Linked DNA regions of Zea mays: region 2 is linked to region 1. Evidence: chromatin contacts called from public Hi-C data. All regions are on one chromosome and are shown on one strand. Each heading gives the region's core, a stretch centred on a gene start, on an enhancer-like site or on the middle of the called end of the contact. The rest is flanking DNA. Distances are from core to core; before and after follow the strand shown. Region 1 holds the start of LOC100282520 (ER6 protein). Region 2 holds the start of LOC542044 (m26 protein).

Evidence for each region. Hi-C and Micro-C count contacts between places; a contact is called where the count stands out from the background.
Region 2: a Hi-C map of ear shows a contact between it and region 1, with 2.1 times the contacts expected there. The contact joins the promoter of LOC542044 here to the promoter of LOC100282520 in region 1. A contact is called at or near these places in 2 of 25 Hi-C or Micro-C datasets (ear and tassel).

The regions. Positions count from the first base shown.
Region 1 is chr5:217,624,803-217,628,818 of Zm-B73-REFERENCE-NAM-5.0, forward strand. LOC100282520 (ER6 protein) reads right to left here and starts at 1,627. Exons shown (of 4, transcript NM_001397638.1): 1 at 1,323-1,627; 2 at 1,091-1,194; 3 at 883-1,001. The coding sequence starts at 1,512.
Region 2 is chr5:217,886,438-217,890,169 of Zm-B73-REFERENCE-NAM-5.0, forward strand. LOC542044 (m26 protein) reads left to right here and starts at 1,359. Exons shown (of 8, transcript NM_001111684.2): 1 at 1,359-1,771. The coding sequence starts at 1,590.

The DNA.
Region 1 (4,016 bases), core at 377-2,876:
TTTATTCAATGTTGTTGCTTAAAGTGCACACCATCATCTATCTACTACTCCCTCTAGTTCCCCAAAGCAAGTCATTTTAAGATTGTCTTAAGTCAAATATTTTAAACTTTGACTAAAAAATTTCCAGCCAGCTCTTCATTCAATGTTGTTGCTTAAAGGTGCACACCTTCATCTATCTACTACTACCTGTAGTTCCCTAAAGCAAAGTCATTTTTAAGGTTGTATTTAGTTAAATATTTTAAACTTTGACTAAAAAAATTCCAGCCAGCTCTTTATTCAACGTTGTTGCTTAAAAGTGCACACCATCATCTATCTAGCATTCCCTTTGGTTCCGTAAAACGAGTTGTTAAGGTTGTCTTACATCGAACTTTTAAACTTTGATTAAAATAATTCTTTTGGATTGAGTTTAAAATTATAAAAGTGATGTAAGTTGATCCATCTCGAAAATAGTTTTATAAAAGTATATAATGACTATAATTTATAAATATTTTATAGCAAAATGTAGTGCTAAACCTGCCGACGTCAAAACGACTTGCTTGAGTACTTTGGGCCTGTTTGGTAGAGCTTCGTTCCACTATTCTCTAGCTCCAAGAGCTGATACTCCTAGAGTGATTTCGAGTGATTATCTAGCAGGAGTGAATCTATTTGATGAAAAACATTTGGCAAACAATATGTGAAGTGATTCTTTAAGAGGTTGGAGAGTGGGAAGCAGATTGAGAGCGGCGGGAAGCAGGTTTTTTTTTGGCTTACACTCTAGTACAAAATGGAGACTAGATTCACTCTGCTTCCACTACGAAGTGTGTCAGTTTTTTATCGTGGCATCGAATTGAAATCCGCAGTAGCTTTAGGTAAGCAAAGCACAAGACAGATCTCTGTTTCTACCTCTTTAGCGGCCCAATGGCACGGCAGCCCATGACGAGCAGATCGGCCTTGCGGTTGGCCGCAATCTCGCAGATTTTCTCCTTGGGGTCCCCGACCACCACCTCCGTCTTCACCTCCACCTTCATCGAGAAACAATCCCAAATCGGTTAGACCGGAAAAGGGGCAAGAATAAAAATTGAAGAACAGGTCGGTCCTCGCTTCCCCCTACATTCTTATCGGAACAAATCTTCAGGGCGTGCTCCAGGATCGCCTGCGTTATGCGCCGCTGGTGCGCCTCGATGGCCTGCGTGAACGCCGGCACCTCCAACCCGCCTGATGAAGGCAAATAACCAGCGTTGATCGACGCCGCCCCAGGAACACCCGTCAAGCCCGGTCCCGGACCAGATGGACAAGAGCCACTGTAACGAGAGAGCACGGGGAGACAGGATTGATTCGCTTACTGGGGCCGCCGAAGGGGATGGGCGCCGGGTTGAGTCCCGCGGCGATGTTGGGCGGCGGCTGGACGTGCAGCACGACGAGCTCGCCGTCGGGGCGCAGGCGGAGGTTGTCGAGCGCCCACTGCAGCGCGTTCATGCTCTCCTCGCTGCCGTCTACAGCCACCACCACGCTCGCCAGGTTGCCGGTCGCCATGGGGAGCTCCTGCTTCGGCTAGGTCTCCGTCGCTCGTTCTCAAGCCTCGTCTGCTCCTAGCTCAGTGAGGGCGGGGTCGAGGTCCGCGATGCGGCGATGGATCGGTCAAGTTGCGTGCTGCACGTGCAGCCTCCAAGATTTTTTCCATTATGATCCTGTTTGGCATAGCTTATGTTTCTTCACAAATTTAAGGAGAAGTTATCCTAAATAGATAGCTTCTTGAGCAGCTTATCAGTTTAGCTGTTTCAGCCAACAAACAGAAGCTGTTTTTCAACAACTTATTAAATAAGCTGTTTTTTCAATAAACAGCAGTTGTGCCAAACAGAGGAAAATATCCTATGCAATCACTTATTCTGGTGCAAGCATGCAATGAAGCGATCTGGTGCATCCGATCTAGATCTAATGGTAACTGTTATTTTACATTTAACCCCTTTCACCTGAAACCTAGTGTCTATTTTACATTTAGGGAACGTATCTGATGCTCAAAGGGGTACGGTGCTCATGTGCACATTTTAAATCTGGTGCATTCATTTCGCATCTAACAGCAGCACCAATTTTATGAAGCACCCCTTCCACCTTCCTCCCCTGGTGGGAAGGGTTCTTCGTAAAATTAGCTGGTGCCGTTAAATACAAGATGGATGCACCAGATTTTAAATGTGCACATGAGCACCGTACCCCTTTGAGCACCAGATACGTTCCCTTACATTTAACCACTTCCATATGAAACCGTTGGATCTAGACTGGATGCTCTGGATAGTTTGATTGCACGCTTGCACCAAAATGAGTGATTGCACAGGATATGTCCTCGCCAAACAGGGCATATAAATAGGGATGGATCCGGATATTTATTCGGATGTCATTTTTTTGGTCTTCTTTCTTCGATTGTGAACAAATAACATATAGAATTTGCTATGTAAATTTATATTCTTATTTTTAGCATTGAGGCTATTAATCTTCACAAAAAATAAACATTAAATTCGTTCTAGATATTTTTAAATAATTGATATAAAATTCGGATGTCTATCCGAATACGGATTCAGATGTTTTTTCACTTTTTTGTTGTAGGGAGAAAATAATATACATAAAAAAATATACAAAAATTTATTTAAATACTTCATAATATTCTTCATAACATTGTCAAAAATTAGTTTTAAATTATATGTATATCTATGCTAAAATATTAGATTTGTGATACAAATCGGATGTTTTAGGAACATCCCTGCATATAAAACACAGCACATTCAGTTTTGTCGAAACGGAGGCCTTAAGCAGGGATTCGACGATATAGAAATACACAGGATGTGTAACAGCTGAAATGGACTTATAATCTTTCTTAGCCATTAAGAAGAACCATTAATCCTCCTCTGTCAGTGTCCGTTCGCTCCCGTCAGTGCTGGTGCCGCCGCCGCCGCTGGAGACCACGGACGAGAGACAGCTGGTCGACGCTCCGCCGGTCGAGCTCAAGCCAGTCAGCTCGGTAGGCAAGCTAGTCGACGGGTACCTCGCGGAGGTCGGGACGGACGCCAACCTCAAGCCCTCCAAGTTCCAAACCATCGCCGCGCTCGTCCCAGACTACGCCCGGGCGATCGACGACGGCCTCTATCGCGCCATTGATATCTACCTCAAGGTAAAAGCAACCGTTCCCCATTGTTCTTCTCCTTGATCAATCTGCCTGCTGCATCGCGTCTTGAACGAATCGATTGAATAATGTCTAGTGTCCACTGACCCCTTGTTGAACTGTACATGACTACATATACAAAGAATCCTTCAGCAATTGGATCCAAAAACATTGCTTTAACTGGCCACTAAAATGTTAAGAACAACAAGTAGATACAGGGCAGAACGCCATAACTTATTAGGTCTGTTTACAGGAGGAAAACTAGGAAGGAGCCCACTTTGAGACCGAGTTGCTCATACAGTTTTGTATCTAGTCTTCTCGCTCACCATCCACGCATTTGCAGCATGGTCTGGGGAAAAAAATATGCGGTTGCAAGGAGTACCGGTAAATCCAGTCGAAGAAAAGAAAGGGGAAATGGTTGTCAATATCACGAGAACGTGGTTGAAGAAGCACAAGCGCGAAGGAGAGCAAGTGTCTGCTCCGCAATAGCGTGTTTCCTGGCTTGCTTCACCCACTCGGTAGCTATCTCCTCTGCTTCAGTTCCATGTAGCCCTAGCTCCAAGGCATCGGCCGCCGAATGAGCTCAAGGCAACGGTAAGGTGACGACGTCACTTCCAGGTGCTTAATGGCTCTTCTCTGCGCTTAAAATAGATTATGAGTCTATTCTAATGGCTACGTGTTCTATATATTTCCACATCGTCGAATCCCCGTAAACGCCTCTATTTCAACGAAACCGAACATATCGTGTTTTATAATGTCAATAATCTCGCAGCCTGCAGCCACCTCCATAGATATATATTGAATATTGTATAAATCTATTAAATATATATAATAGAGGAAAAGTACTAGTCACAGATATCCGTATATTACTAGATTTCAATATATC
Region 2 (3,732 bases), core at 109-2,608, 260 kb after region 1:
AACTTTACTAAATTTTATAAGGTTAGAGGAGTCTGAAACATTTTTATATTATGTCTTAACTGTTTTTATGATCTAAAAGTTCAGAATTATATCATACAATTTTGTTATCTACCTCTTATACTTAGAAAACTGTTTAGGTGCCTCTAATGTGCACATGCCGCCAATTTTATTCTGAATGGCTTCAACATTGGCAGTAGATTCCGCCAATTTTATCCTTTTGTAATATATCTTCCTGTATGCTTCTAACTCTGTTGTTTTAAAGTTTTAATAAAATTTCAGTAGAGGCTCGCCCCTCATGTCCTATAAAAAAAATGTGCACATACCCTATCGGCTAACCACTTATTGTTTCGACTTATCGATGCACACACACCAGACACCACCAAACCATATCTCACGTTGATGTGACTTTGCTTTTCATACACGATTGGTGTGGTTGTTTGGTACTGACACTACGTGGAATCAGAACGAAACTTGTCAAGAACTGACCGATACGCTCATACGCCCCCAGAATCAAACGGAACAAGCAAACCATCCGTGTCCATGATTACCCAGACCAAAAGCTGAGCGAAACCCCGGAGGCGGGCGGGGGGAGGGTAATAATCAATGCAACAACCTGCCGACGAGTGTTCACTGATGACGCATGCCGAGAGGAAATCTGCGCGAGATCCGGCCGGGGCGGCGGGGCGCTGGCGCGCTGCGGCGCGGCGTGGCGCTGCACAGCGGTGCCGGTGCGCCACAGAATCGGGCCGGAACAGCGAATCCGGGCGGCTACAGCAGTACGCGGCCACCCCCAATCACCAATCGAAGGTCACCCCCAATCTGCGGCCGCGCGCAGGCGCAGCAGCAGCATCTTCTTTCTCTTCCTTCACACCTCCACCACCGCCGGCTTTCTCCTTGATTTCCCACGTCGCGCAGGAGCCTGAGGCTGAAACCACGGCAGGCCAGCCAGCTAGTAGCAGAGAGAGAGCACCGTCACCGCGCAGCGAGCACACGCGGCCGCCTGCTACAGGCTGTACTGTACTGTTCTGGACCGGCAACTCACCCGGCCACCCCTCACTCCCTTTCCTTTTCAGGAACACCGCCTGCTTGGCACCATCCCTACGCGGGCTACGCCGCCCTCGTCTACTGCCTGCGCCTGGCTGGGCCCCGCCGCGGCCGTTCCGTGTGACGAGGGGAGCATAAACAATGACTGGGCCGGCCGGCCCCGTAGCCATTCCCCCAACTTCCGCTTCCGCTCTCACAGTTTTTATGCTTTGTTTATTCGCGGGGATCATGTGGGTAATCGCGTGGGTCGTGCGCCCGTGCCTGGCTGGGTTTATTTACGCCGACCTGCCAATAGGAGCAAATCCCCTGGCCCTCTCCTTGGCTTTTCCTCTCGCTCTCCTCCTCTCTCGCATCCCACCGCATCACAACCACGACTTCCTCCCGCCGCCGGTTGGCTTCGCTGCTCGTCCACCTCCGCCCGGCCCGTGGGACGAGTGGGGACTGGAGAGGGTCGCCTCTGGGCTTCGCCTCTCGGCGGCCGAGTGTCTGCGTCGTCCACGGAGCTGAGAGCCTGAGACTGAGACTGAGAGCGACCGGCGGCGGGGATGGCGAGGGAGAGGCGGGAGATAAAGAGGATAGAGAGCGCGGCAGCGAGGCAGGTCACGTTCTCCAAGCGCCGCCGCGGCCTCTTCAAGAAGGCCCAGGAGCTCTCCGTGCTGTGCGATGCCGACGTCGCGCTCATAGTCTTCTCCTCCACGGGGAAGCTCTCCCAGTTCGCCAGCTCCAGGTGCGTATACAGTATACACGCTCCCCGCGCCCGTCTACCCCGCATCACTTCCACACACGCGCCGCCGTGTTTCCACAGATCTACCAGCTGTCCTCCCTCCACACGCCTTCCGAGTCGTTGTATCTCATAAGATCCGGCTTGCTAGGGTTCGGGTTCCGGCCGCCGCGTGATACTTCTGCTTCGTCTGGTTTCCTCTCCACCTAGAGACCACGCGGTAGTATTGAACTATTGATCGGTTTTGTATCGAACTTTTTACACGTAAGTGAAGCTTTTGGAATGATGTTCTGGGTTAGGTCTGAGGGCGCGCACGTTGCTGCATCTGAGTGTCCATGAAAATGGTAGTAGTGAGTAGTGGGGATTTTTAATCTGCATTCTACTAACTGTAGTTTCCACATGTGTGCTTGCAGATTATTTTTTATTCCTGTTTTTTTTTCCGATTGGACATCTCCATTGCCCCTGCCAGCACTGTGACACCTGTTATTTGCTGTGCGTATCAGTGTGTAGAGTTAATTGTGTTTGGAAGCGTGCGAGTGCGACCTTGCCAGTTCTGCGCGCGGTTGGGGTAAAAGTCACTTCTGCTGCCAATTGCGTACGACTGTCCTTGTGATTTCATGTGGTGCTGGGTGGCGTTGCAATACCTAGTGATTAAAAGAGGGGTCTCGTGCTTTGTGCGATTCTTTCTTGCTGCAACTAAAGGACTGTTGGTTGGCCTTATAGAACTTTGTATTTCTTGCTAAATTATGTGCTACCTACTGTTGGTTAGTATGCAATTACTGTTGTTTAATCGTATGCAATTACTGTTGTTTAATCTGAAATTGTTTGTGTAGTTAAATCATATGCTACTCTTTACACGTTATATATAGTTGGTCACCGATTCTTTTGGCAATGTTTGCTCAAAGGGAAGCCTTCCCCAGAGTAATAATTTTTACGGCCTTGCCTAGATGTTATGGCCGAATTCTTGTTATACCACTTAATTTCTCCAGATTCTGTTGGCTAAGTCTGTGTCCAGCATATCTTGCATATGACCACACAAAAACCTATTTTTGCAGTATAGACAGCATTGCACTATTTATAGAGTTACCTTTAAAATATAAGGTGGAATAGAAAAGCTGCTGGAGATAGTCTAAGGTAGACTGTGAAGCTATTATTTGCTTTTAGTTTGTATGTACATGAATGATAGTAAGCCAAGCCATACCACGACTTTACCTTCCGCGTTGACATTCTGGGCCCACCCCCAACGCCGCCCACGCAGACCACGTGTATCTTAGTGTTTAGAAATAAACAATAATTATATAAAAATAGTGCAGAGCTAGCACTCGAACCCACGTCCCTCTGCTCTAGAAATTTTGGGCTAACCAACTGACCACACATATATTAGTGTTTAGAAATAAACAATAATTATATTTAAATAAATATATCAGTACTTATTTATATAATATATAAAAATCGTAGTAAAACACGGGCAGATGGCTATTTTTTTTGAAGCACGCATGAGAGCTACGTGTCATTTCATTAAGAAGAAAAAAAATCTTCCCCGAAATGCTTCACGTATGCGTATGATCCAACTGTATGGCTGGATTACAACCAACGTTAATCTATGGTTGTTGGTTTTGTTCTGAACTAATGACTCATGATTCATTAGGTGATCGTGGTCGTATCTTAGTCTACCATTGGAGTTGTACATGTAGCAACACTCTTTTTCAGAAATGCTTCATGTACGATCCACTTGTACTTCAGCGTCATGTTATTGTTAATACTTAGAATCACTTTCCTTTGCTACCGATGTTTTTATCTTAAGTTTTTTAGTTAGCATCAATTGATTAGCCTGCAAGCCATGATACTTTGCTTCGCTGAATTTGGAGCCTTCAAAATTTCAGAGAAGAATCAATTAGACTAGCAATTGCATGGTTATGTTTAGTTTAGGCTGTAACATGCTAAAGCGATATGTTTTTTGCAAACAG